Linked DNA regions of Anas platyrhynchos: region 2 is linked to region 1. A link is a contact called in public Hi-C data. All regions are on one chromosome and are shown on one strand. Each heading gives the region's core, a stretch centred on a gene start, on an enhancer-like site or on the middle of the called end of the contact. The rest is flanking DNA. Distances are from core to core; before and after follow the strand shown. Region 1 holds the start of ARMH1 (armadillo like helical domain containing 1). Region 2 holds the start of EIF2B3 (eukaryotic translation initiation factor 2B subunit gamma).

Region 1 (5,879 bases), core at 1,477-3,976:
GTTCTGTCTTGCCATTATTGCTTTTGATGAAGCTGTCCAGGACGCGGCTTCGAGCAACTTTGTGACCACTGTCCCATTCTTGCAGGAAAACCATGAGCTTCCTGATGGCCTCCTGCTCTTTGACAGAAGCCATGATCTCTTCTGCCTAAAGAAAAGTGAGAAGTTAAAAAAAAGGCCTTAAAGACAGAAGAAGTCTGTATTGAGGAATTACCACCAGAATCACATTTAAAATGTTCTCTGGCAAATTAAATATTAATATAAAAGCACTTACTAGCCATTTATTACATCTTTTTCCTACACTTGTTTCATAAACAGCAAAACTGAGCTAAAAGGAGAGTTTCTGGTAAGCCTGAAGCTGCACAGAGAATCCGCAACAGACTTGAGATTATTTTCCAAGGGCAGCTGGCTTCACCACAGGAACTCTCTTCTCCGCTGTGTTAATAAAGTCATTTTGATGTTACTCATTCCCCCCACTTTGGTTTCTTGCTAGGTTCATGATATGAACACTGCATCTCATATCTGACCTACCAGAGAGTAAATAGAGTGAAATGAGAGCACAAATAGGTATGGATTTATGGGGAGTGACAGGGTCAAGGGGGCTGTAAATGCCTGTTAGTGTGCAGCGGTGCAGCCTGCTCTCACCCACAGGGTGCAGCGAGTCACTGGGGCTGGGCCCACATCCATTCCAGGAGGAGGTTTGGCCTGGGCAGTGGCAAAATGGCTTGGGACCGTTTGGCATGGTGGAAAAATTGCTTTTTTTTTTTTTTTCTTGTTTAATTTCTATGTGCACATTCTGAGTTTTCAGTGGTCCATCATTAAAAAATCTAAGGACTGAAATAATAAGAACTACAGGCAAGAAGACAAAGCTCCACAAACATCCCTTGTCTGCACTTCCTTCAATCCCACAAAGCAACCTGTGTTTTACCAAATTACTTTGCCACGCTTTTACCTCAGTAGGATGTCCCCCTATTCCAACCTGACAAACGGCAACGTGCACTTTGTAGAGGGATGAAACACCAGAGGACTAAACCTTCCCTTCATGTGTGTAGTCAAGAATTCTGCTGACGTGTATGTGGTACCTAAGACAAGCACCATTTCAGGTTTTATTTAAAGTATGGTTTATCTGCCAAAAAGTTAAAATGACAGAAAACTCCTGGGTTTCAGAATAAGAAGTTTCTTTCAAAATAATCCAAGTCACCAAGATTAACAATTAGCTATCTGCAAAGTTCTTAAGCCTGTTCCTCAAGAATTTGGAGCGAAGTACCAAAAAAGCTCCAAAATATCCCCAGGACGTATGCTCAAAATAATTTTCTATTGCTATTATCTGAACCCTGCTGAAAACAATGACCAAGAGGTGAAAAGTATCTCAGTGACGGAAAACAAACAAACAAAGACTTCAAAAAGTTGGCCAAGACACAAGGATTGAGACTTAAGATGAGACGAAATTTCATTTGGGAATTAACGGTCTGTGCTCTGAAAGGAGCCTGTGTCCTTGGCAGGGCGTTTTCAGGATCTCCTTTGCGGGGAAGCAGGTTTAAAATAAATCCATTTTCCCAAAATAGTTGTGATTGAAAGTGTTATTAGCCATAACAAATGTTAGTGCTGACAGGAGAATGGCCTGTTAGGGGCCTCTGGTGAAACAGTCAAGTGAAAGTCATATTTCACATTATTGCGAGCATTTTCCCGTGATTTACAGAATATTTGTGAAACATTACTTGCAAGGCGTATGATTGATATTGAGAGAACAGCTAGTATGTAGGAGGAATCTGTATTTCACTGAGACTGTTTGCATGAAATTTACAGTCCCATAAAGTGCTCCTCTGTCCTCAACAGAGATCTTGTTAAAAGAACTTTACAGTCTGAAACATCCTAAAATTGATTCTAAATTAATGTTTCCATATTTATGTTTGAGATGCTGGTGGTGTAATGCTGCCCTATTTTTATTTTAAAGCTACAGTAGCTTCCACTGTTCAGAAAAACCAGCACCAGCTTTAAGACATGAGGATTTTATTGATACAAAGAGCTTGCCCATGAATCAACGGTGAAGAAAAATGAGCTTGAAAAAATGATCACGAGACTTCTGAGGATACGGCGGTATCAGTCCCTGGCTGCTATAACAACAGCATCTGCTGACATAGTGCTCTTTAAGCTGACATTGCAAAGCACCCTGAAAACGTACCCGAGTATTTTTATTACTGCCACTTTACATATGGGAACACACAGATACATACAGGGCAGTTAAATGACTTGCCTGAGTTGTTTGTCAGCGCTAAAAACGCCACATAACTCCTCTTTGCTAGCTCCAAACTCTGCCCTCACCGGCGCTGTGCTGCCTCCCCAGCCCACCGGACCTAACAAACACACCAGGGCTGGGGTCAGGGCAGTTCCTTTCTCCTGCCAAGAAAAACACGAGCGATTTTAGGGATGGCGGGGCAGCTCGGCGCTTGTTTGCATGCCACCTACTGCTAAACCAGACCAAAAGGCAGGCTGGCGCTGCCAGGCGTGAGGCGCAGCCTTGGACCCGCGGGCAGGCCGGGTGATGTGGAGCTACCTTTGGATCCCGCACCGCCAGGCCCCACGGGCCCTGGGCAAAACCCAAAGGCTGCTGCCCCGGAGGGTCCTCCCCTCACCTGGGCACCCTGCCCCTCCCCACAGCCCCTCCCCACAGCCCCTCCACACTCTCCCCAGTGCCCCCCAGTGCCCCCCACCCCCCCCAACCCCCTCTGACAGCCGTGCCCACCCCCCCAGCTCCTCACCCACCCCCTCAGGCCTCACCCCCTAGGCCTCACCCCTCACCCCTCACCCTGCCCTTCCCCCTCCCCCCCAAACCCCTTCCCCTCCGCCCCCCCAGCCCCAAACCCTCACCCCGGGGTCCTCCCCCACCCCCTGCGCCCCCCCTCAGGGGGCCCCGTCCCCTCAGACCCCGCCGGGCCCCCCCCGGCCCCCTCAGACCCCTCCGCCCCCGGCCCCGCCGCCCCCGACCCTGAGGGGGCGCCCGCTTCCCCTCAGGATGATGGACACCTCCCCGCAGCCAATCGCGAGCCGCCTCCCCCTCCCCTCGGCCCAATGGGCGGCCCGCTTTCCCCCCAGGTGGGCGGGGCTCCCGGCCGCCGGCGGTTGCTAAGGCCGCGTCGCTAAGGAAACGGGAGGCGGGGCGGCGGGAGGCAGAACGAGGCTGGGGCGGCCGCTCTGTGATCCTATTGGCTACGGGAGGCGCGGGGGGGCGGGGCTTCCGGTGGGGAGAGCGGAAGCGGAGGGAGGAGGAGGAGGAGGAGGAGGAGGAGGAGAGGAGGCGGCCATGGGGGCGCGCGGGCTGGAGGCCGCTGTGGTGGAGCTGGCGGCGGGGGAGGCCCGCGGTGGGCACCGGGAGGGATGGGAGGGGGCCGGGAGCGGGGTCTGGGGGTGCTGGGCGTGAGGGGGGGACCACAAGGGCAGGGGGGAGCCTCAGGGGGTGGGGGGCCTGTGGGGGGCCTGTGGGGGTCTGTGGGGGGTCTGTGGGGGGCCTATGGGGGGCTGTGGGGGCCTGTGGGGGCCTGTGAGGGGCCTGTGGAGGCCTGTGAGGGGTCTATGAGGGCCTGTGGGGGGCCTGTGGGGGGCTGTGGGGGCCTGTGGGGGCCTGTGGGGGGCCTATGGGGTTCTGTGGGGTCCGTGCGGTGAGCGGGGGGAGCTGACGGTGCCGTTCTGTGTTCCAGGGAGCGCCGCGGAGACCGGCTGCCAGCCCGTGGTGATCCTGCTGGGCTGGGCGGGCTGCCAGGACAGGTACCTGGCTAAGTACAGTGCGATCTACAGCCAGAAGGTGAGCGGCTCGCCTCCTCGTCTCTGCTCGCATCCTGGGGAGATCCCTGCTTCGTGTTCCCGTGGTGAAACGGCTCTGAAAGGCCCTGTCTGGGGTCGCTGGGAGGTGCGGGTGGGTTCTGGGTGTCACTGAGAGCTCCCAGCGTCCAGGAGCCGAGGGGGTGTTATCTGGTAGCTGCTGGTGTCACCTTTGTGCACACAACATAAAAATGCTTCTGGGAGAGGCTTTCTGCTGTTCTGCAAACCACTGGGCCGGCCTTGAAATAGGGTGTTAAAGCTGGGAGATTATTTGTGAAGGATGTGAACTGCATTAGCTGTTTTAGGGGAAAAACACATTTACTGCCAGCTGACAGGGCACAGCACAGGCTCAGCAAGGCCAGGCTGAGGAGTGACAGCATATCAGCATCTGTCATCCCGCCAGCTCTTCCCTTCTGTAAAATTAATCCATAAAAATGTCACAGCTCCAATTTGTTATATCCCATCTGTGAAGCAGATGCCCTGTGATAGGAATACCTGCCCACTGGTGACTCCTTGTTTTTGAACTAGAGAGGTGTGTCCCCATGGCAGTTCCCTAAGTTATGGACTCCTTCTCACTAATGCTGTATTTTACCTGAGTGACCCCAGCTTGTGGTATTGGGACCCAGTAAAACACCAAACCTTTTTTTTTTGTCTGTCAGCATACAGAAATCTTGTATTTATCTAAATCTGTTTCAGCTATAGATGGCGAAGTTTATACATTAACAAGCGTATTGTTAATGTGTAATCCAGCATAAGAGTCATGAATTGGCTTGTTCTAGCAAAGAATTAATTGTTAAGCAATTACTGTAAGTAAAACATGCTACTGATCAGGTGAGGAGCGCGTTACGTGGCAGCGTGCCAGCTGCTGTGGAAGTACTTCTCTATCAGAAAGGTGTTGGTAGTGGGAAAGGGCAGAAAAAAAGCTTCTCTTAGCTCCCTAGTGAGGAAGTGGCTGCAACCATGGAAAGATGGTATAGAAAACTTTGATTAAAGCACTCGGTATCCTCTCTTCTGCTTAGTTTGCTGCCCAGGGAGCTCTGGGAGGAAGGGCTGTCTTCATGCTTTTACCTCGTGTTTGTCAGTGTGCAGCGTCAATCTGTTTAGGTGACAGGGAAGATCTAAAGCATTTATCAGTGCAGTTCCACCTGCTCCATATAGGAACTCCTCTGAGATTCTGTTTCCTGATCGACACCTAAGTATAAGGTCTGAACTGTAAAGGCAGACTGCTCAGGAGATCTAAGTCTCCTCTGAAGCAATGCTTCTCAGTTGCGCAGCTAGGGAGTTTCAGAAAGGCTTGTGAAAATCATCTCAGTGTTGATCACAGTGGAGTCTTAAAGGATGGCTGCAAATGAGTGCTACCCAAGAAAAGGAAGAAGTTCCACTTCCTTCTTACGTTTGTTTCAGTGTCATGAACTAGATGTGTATCAGAGCAGGCCGTTCTTGCCAAAATGACTGATGCTGCAAGGCTTGTGAGTTGGGGAGAGGGCCTGTTTTCTCTTCCTGGGTGAGGACTGACGCTAAGTGTGGGTGGTCATGTCCCCAGGGGCTGTACCAGTTAGCACAGGATTTGAAAGGATCTGGAACGTCATCAAACCCAGGCCTGCTGCTGTTGCAGAAACCTTTTCATTAGTCTTTGTACTGTTATGATTTATGGAATCCTATTCATAGAATATCCTGAGTTGGAAGGGACCCAGAAGGATTATCAGGGCCCAGCTCCTTTCATACTGGTGATTTGCGAATAACACTGACGAGTTTCTCCTGGCCCTGTGGTTTCTGTTGGAAATCTACCTCAAATGTTCATGTTTTGCTCTACTGCTGCTTGCCTACTCTGTAACTTACAGCCCAGCCCAAACGTGTTGGGTGGTCTCTTTTTGTTCTGCCTAGGGGTGCACCGTCATCCGCTACACGGCTCCGTGGAGGACGGTGTTCTTCTCCGAGAGCTTTGGCATCCGATCCCTCCGGACCCCGGCCAGGAGGCTCCTGGAGCTGCTCTTTGCCCACAGCATTGACCACCGGCCCGTGCTGTTCCACGTCTTCAGCAACGGCGGCGTCATGCTGTACCGCTA
Region 2 (5,879 bases), core at 1,325-3,824, 180 kb before region 1:
CCTGTTTTAATGCTTGTAGGGCCATTTAATGGGGTCTGTGCTTGGGTCCAGGTGATGGAGCACTCCTGGGAGGGTTGTGCAGGGCAGGAAAGGCTGTGGAGGATGGAGAGGGGAGGCTGGCAGGAGAGGCTGGGCTGAGCCGGTCCCAGCGGCCGCCTCACTTCTCTTTCTCCTTTCTGCAGGGTAACAGCAGCAGTGACGCCAGGGACATGTACGTCCCCAACCCCTCCTGCAAGGACTTCGCCAAGTACGAGTGGATCGGGCAGCTGATGGGAGCAGCCCTGAGGAGCAAGGAGATTCTAGTGAGCATGGTCAAACCCATGCCACCAGTCCCTGTCTGGCAACGGGTGCAGGAGGGCTGTGGGGAGGACACATCTCCTCTGCCTCTGCAGGCCCTGTCTCTGCCCGGCCTGGTGTGGAAGCAGCTGGCAGGGGAGGAGGTCATCTGGAGCAAGGACTTTGCTGCTGTGGATGCAGAGCTGGTGAGCGCTGCCGGGGCCGTGCCGTGGGCTCCCACAGCTGCTCCGGCTCTGCCGTGACCGCGTTGTCCCTTTGGGTGGCAGGTGAAGCTGCTGGAAGTGCTGGAGGGGGTGGACAGGGAGGCCTTCGACTTCATGTTTGGCAGAGAGCTGACCTACACCACGGTGCGGAGCGACCAGCGCCTGGTGGAGCTGATCCCCAACGGCAGCAGCACCGTGGTGCGCTACGAGGACCGCAAGGACTTCATCCGCCTGGTGCAGAGGGCTCGGCTGGAGGAGAGCAAGGAGCAGGTAACGCCGTGTCCCCAGCCCGTGAGGCTGCAAGGAGACCCTGGGCCGGGCCCTCTGGCTGTCCCGTGGCTGGTGTGGGTCTGTGATGGTGGGTGAGGGGCTGCACGGTAACGTGGTGCCCCTCAGGTGGCAGCTCTGCGGGCTGGGCTGCTCCGCGTGGTGCCGCAGGCCGTGCTGGACCTGCTCACCTGGCAGCAGCTGGAGAGGAAGGTTTGTGGGAACCCCGAGCTGACAGTGGACAACGTGAAGGCGTTCAGTAAGTGCCAGGGATGGTGTGAGGCTGCACGCACCCTGCCCCATGCTGAGCAGCGGGGGCGAGCGGCCGCCCTTTGCACGGGGCACCCCGCGTGAATTCCCTTTGCTGGGAGCCCCTAACGAGGCGTTTGCTCCTCGCTGCAGTCACGTTTGAGGACTTGAACTCCGACGACCCCCGCATCCGGATCTTCTTGGAGGCGCTCAGCAACTTCACCAGCGGTGAGCGGCCCCGTGCCTTCCCCGCTCCTCACCGCCAGGCCGGGATGTCCCTTCCCCTCGCAGCATCCCGCCTGGGGGTGACCCCAAACCTGTCCCCTGTCCTTCCCCAGAGGACCTCAGCCGCTTCCTCAAGTTCGTGACGGGCCGCAGCCGCCTCCCGGTGCAGATCCTCGTTTACCCAGACAGGTCGGGGTGAGTCTCGGCATCCTGCCCGGCCGTGTCCCCGTGGCGCAGGGCCTGACCCTTTTCTCCTTTCTTCCTCCAAGAACGGAGCAGCTGGACGTGATGCCCCAAGCCTCCACGTGCTCCTGCACCTTGTACCTGCCCAACTACTCCTCGTGAGTGCAGCCGGGGACTGGGACGCTCGTCCTGCCTTCTGTGGGGACGTTTGGGGGGGGTCTGGTGCCTGTCCCCGATATAACCCCATAACCTGGTGTCTTGCCTGCAGGGCCCAGGCCTGCGAGGAGCTGCTGCGCTACGCCGTGTACAACTGCATGTCCATTGATACCGACACCGACGAGCCCGCGGGCCTGGAGGTGGCCGTCGACTCCCCCGAGCTGTGGAGATATTTTGTGTAATAAAAACACGGGGTTGTGCTCGTGGCTGTGGTGTGGAGAGTATGGGGGGTGTGGGGGCTGCGTGTCCCATCCCCCCCCTTGAATATGGGCGCAGGGGTTGGGGGCCACCAACTGCCACCTCCAGCCTGGGTGTCCCCATGAAGTGATGGGGATGTGGACGTGCTGCATGTCCTTTGTTGGGGGGGTGCGCCCTGCCCCGCTGCCCCCATCCCAAAGGCCGTGCCCTGCCTCTCCTCGGGGCATGGGACGGCAATGGGGAGGGTGGGGTGCTCAGCGCCACCCCCTCTCTGCCCTGCACCCCCATCCCCTTATCCCAGGAGCCTGGTGCCTTCTGTGGTCTCAAAGCACTTGAGTGATGGGCTGAGCTTCCTGGGACGCGCCTGGTGGGGGACGCACCCCAAAAAGTGCCCCCATACAAGACACCCTATAAAATACCCCCATAAATGACCCCATAAAATGCCCCCACACAATGCACCCCATAAAATACCCCCCTGCGAGGCGCCCTGCGAGCTGCTGCCCTCAGTGCACCCCATAACCCCCCCCATTATGCAGCTCACCCTATAACCCCCCCATGTCCCCTACCCCCCCCATGCCCCCCCCCAGGGGGCGCTGTCCCCTCGCCCCCCCCCCCAGCCGATCGATGACTCGGCGCTCCTCTCTCCTCCCTGCCGGTGGGAGGGGGTGCATCGATGCTCTCGGCGCTCCTCGAGCCGCTCGGCAGTCCCCGCGCATGCGCGCTGCGCGCCGGCGCCGCCATTGCGGTGCTGTCAGGGAGGCGCTGGGAGCCGGCGGGGAGCGGCGCGCAGGTAACGGGCCGGTAACGGCATTTAACACAATTTAACGCAATTTAATACAATTTAACGTGATTTAAGGTAACTTAACGTGATGTGGCGTGGCTTAACGCAACGCACCGGTGCTGCCGGTGCCTCACGGCGGGTGCTGGGGGGCCGGGGGCCGGGTTGGGCCCGGTGGGGCCCGGCTGGGCCCGTGCCGGCCGTGACGCGCCCCGCGGGTGCCGTTGCAGGATGGAGTTCCAGGCCGTGCTGATGGCGGCGGGCGGCGGCTCCCGCATGACGGACCTGACGGCCAGCATCCCCAAGCCGCTGCTGCCCGTGGGCAACCGGCCCCTGCTGTGGTACCCGCTCAACCTGCTGGAGCGTGCCGGCTTCGAAGGTGAGGAAGGGCACTGCCCGGTGTCCTGCAGCCACCTCTGCCGCTGTCAGCCTTTCCTCCTTGTCACGCATTGTCTTGTCGCTGCTCGTCTCCACACCTCCACACACAGGCCTCCTCCCCACACCAGACCAGATGCTGACTGCTCCTCACCAACACAGCATCCTTTACTTTTAACTCTACGCCGCATCTGTGCGTGCTGCCTTCCTGCTGCCCCCCTCACCAAGGGTTTTCTCACCAACGTGCTCTGCTTAAGTGTGGGGTCTTTCTCGGCATCGTTAACCTGGAGCCTCTCCCTTGTTTCTTTCCCTGAATTGCTAATGAGAATGGCGTGAGAAGCGTGTTGGCTCTCTTGGGGCGTCTCTCAGTTTGTTGTTCCAGTCTGGCCTGAAGTTCAGGGTTACGTGCTTTGCTTGAGGCGTTTAGTCCTTGTTGCAGCACGGAGCTGAGCGCTGGCCTTTAGACAGAGCGGGGGCAGGGGGAGCTGGCAGCCTGGTAGCAGTTTTCTGGGCCTTGTTTCACGTGAGGGCTCAAGTGATAAACGTTTGGTGAGGTTCTTTAGCATTCTCTGTCATTAAATTTCTGTTTAGCTTTTCAGCGATGCCCCAAGCATTCCCCATAACTCATAAAACTTCCTGGTACCATTTACATCTCTGATTTTCATGCCTATATTTGTCTTTGCCTTTCTGCTTCTTTTTCTGTTTCTTCTGGGTGACTGCGCTGTTCTTCTGCGCTCCCTCTTGAGAAAGTGACTTCTTTTTCTAGCTGCTGCTCTTCTCTTTGAAGTTGTAGGGATCAGCTCATGATTAACACGTGTTGTCCTTCCCATATGTTATACCATTTAGGGATGTGTAGTTTGAGGTCACTTGTTAGTGATGTAAGATGTTTCTCTTTCATCTTGCTGATTCATGCCACTCACATAGTCAGCATTAAGAAACAAAGGGAAAAATAAATGTAAATCTGTGCCGTTGTTTTGTTTCATTAAGAAATTCTTAAGAACTCTTCTACAACCTGTAAAAATTTGGACATGCAAGGTTGGATATGCAGCTATAGGCTGTCAGACACCTTCTTGCTTTTCTCTTGCTTCTGCCTTCCAACCAAGCTGACACTTGTGTGCTAATACTCTGATGGCGTGAATTCTCTCTGAATCACAGTTTTTATTATCGTGTGATGTTTGGGTTCTTCCTGCTTGTTTACATGAATTAGTAGGTGTTCCACAGGCTGATTCGCTGCTTCCCTTTTGTCCCAACTGCAAGTACTTCATCTCGGAATGATGAAGTCTTCATTTGTGTCTTCATTTTGGAAAATATGCTTTCATGCCACCATCGATGTGCTTCAAATACGCTTTTCCCTTTTTTTCTTTTGTAGGTAGAATGAGTTTGTTGTTTACAAACAACTCCACTCCCCTGCCAAGCTGGTGCTCGGCAATAGCTTAACTATTGTGCTGTGATACTGTGCTTGGTGGTGTTGCCCACAGGGTGTTATACAGATACATTCAATTGTTGTAATAAGCATATATATTTTTTGCTTGATTTCATCCCACTTTCCTCTGTCCTAGAGGTCATTGTGATTACAAGGAAGGAAATCCAAAAAATGTTAAACTTGGACACAAAAATGAAGCTGGACTTTGTGTGCATCAGTGACAACGCAGACATGGGTACGGCAGATTCACTGAGGCATATTCACCAGAAAATTAAGGTATTATTATTGTCTTTTATTGAACTTGACTGGAAGATGTTTGTTTAAAATAATCTTTTTTTTTTTTCATTGTGTTTTAATAGTTTAAGAGCTGTACCATGCAATACTATTGCAGGTAACTGGATTTCCTGCTCTGCAGAAGACCTGACTTTTGTATAGGTCATCTTGTGGGGGAACTCAGGCAAGGACTCGGAATGACCACAGATGACAGCTAGGAAGGCTGGAGCAAATCCAGGCTGGGCACTAGCTGCTTTTTAGCCAGAGTTACCTTTCTGGCAGGTAAATTAAAAGGCTGTATTTGTTCAGGCAGCGTTCATACAATATCATAATGTGTGACAGCTGATGTGCAGTTGGTGCTTGGGGAAGCATTTCCGTAGAAATGTTCTTTCTTTGTCATCGTATCTTAGGCAATACACTGATAGATGAGTGAGCTTGCGTTTGCCTCTTGCCATTAGGCATCAGTTTTCTGCTTTTGCTGGCTTAGTCCCATGACAAGCTCTCAGATAAACAGTGCCCAAATACGATAAAGGGCTGCTCATTGCAGTCAGATGCTGCTTTAATAAAAATAATAGTTTCTTGAGTTTTAATTTCTAGCTGGACAAACAAAAGCATTCTAGTGTAAGGTAGAAATGCTTCTTGGAGCTCTTACCAAGATCTAGGATGGAATTTTGTTTTTGTGGTTGCCGTATACTTAATCTTTCTGATTTGTTCCCTGTCTGTTTAGGCCTTCTTAGCCAAATTGGCTGTTTAAATAAAGGTTGCAACAGAACATCAATGGACCATTTAAAGTCCTGAGGTGTCTTTTGTCTTCAGGCTCTTATTGAAGGTAATAAACTGCAGTCTAAGAGGCTGTGTACTTCCAAGATAAAGACGACAATCAAGACATGATGAAAATTTCCAGGCAAATGTGGGTGTCCAGGTGGTACAATGAGAAAGATTTGGCAAGGGATTAATGCACAGGCTAGAATAAATCAGAGAGCAAAGAGAAGATACAAAGTCAAAAAGCAAAATCAACAAAATCATAGCTAAATTAACTGAATATTTTTGTTGTGTGCAAAACTGCCCTCTGTAATACATGTTTGCTAGTATTTTTTAAATGTGTGTGCAGTAAGGAAATCTCTCTGTACTGCAAATTTTGACCCAGGCCTTACAGTTTTATTGTCTGTCCAGAGTGATCAGTCCAGCTGTC

What was found. Hi-C and Micro-C count contacts between places; a contact is called where the count stands out from the background.
Region 2: a contact with region 1 is called in a Hi-C map of skeletal muscle, with 2.0 times the contacts expected there. The contact joins the promoter of EIF2B3 here to the promoter of ARMH1 in region 1. A contact is called at or near these places in 3 of 8 Hi-C or Micro-C datasets (skeletal muscle and subcutaneous adipose tissue).

What each region holds. Positions count from the first base shown.
Region 1 is chr8:29,417,239-29,423,117 of IASCAAS_PekinDuck_T2T, reverse strand. It overlaps ARMH1 (armadillo like helical domain containing 1), which reads right to left and starts at 2,726. Exons shown (of 12, transcript XM_072041827.1): 1 at 2,248-2,726; 2 at 1-141. The coding sequence starts at 133. TMEM53 (transmembrane protein 53) reads left to right here and starts at 3,224. Exons shown (of 3, transcript XM_038182720.2): 1 at 3,224-3,356; 2 at 3,693-3,796; 3 at 5,698-5,879. The coding sequence starts at 3,299.
Region 2 is chr8:29,601,312-29,607,190 of IASCAAS_PekinDuck_T2T, reverse strand. EIF2B3 (eukaryotic translation initiation factor 2B subunit gamma) reads left to right here and starts at 2,574. Exons shown (of 12, transcript XM_027462613.3): 1 at 2,574-2,628; 2 at 2,847-2,995; 3 at 4,551-4,690. The coding sequence starts at 2,848. It overlaps HECTD3 (HECT domain E3 ubiquitin protein ligase 3), which reads left to right. Exons shown (of 21, transcript XM_027463502.3): 14 at 183-302; 15 at 393-482; 16 at 564-770; 17 at 897-1,026; 18 at 1,170-1,244; 19 at 1,355-1,436; 20 at 1,511-1,582; 21 at 1,693-1,846. The coding sequence ends at 1,822.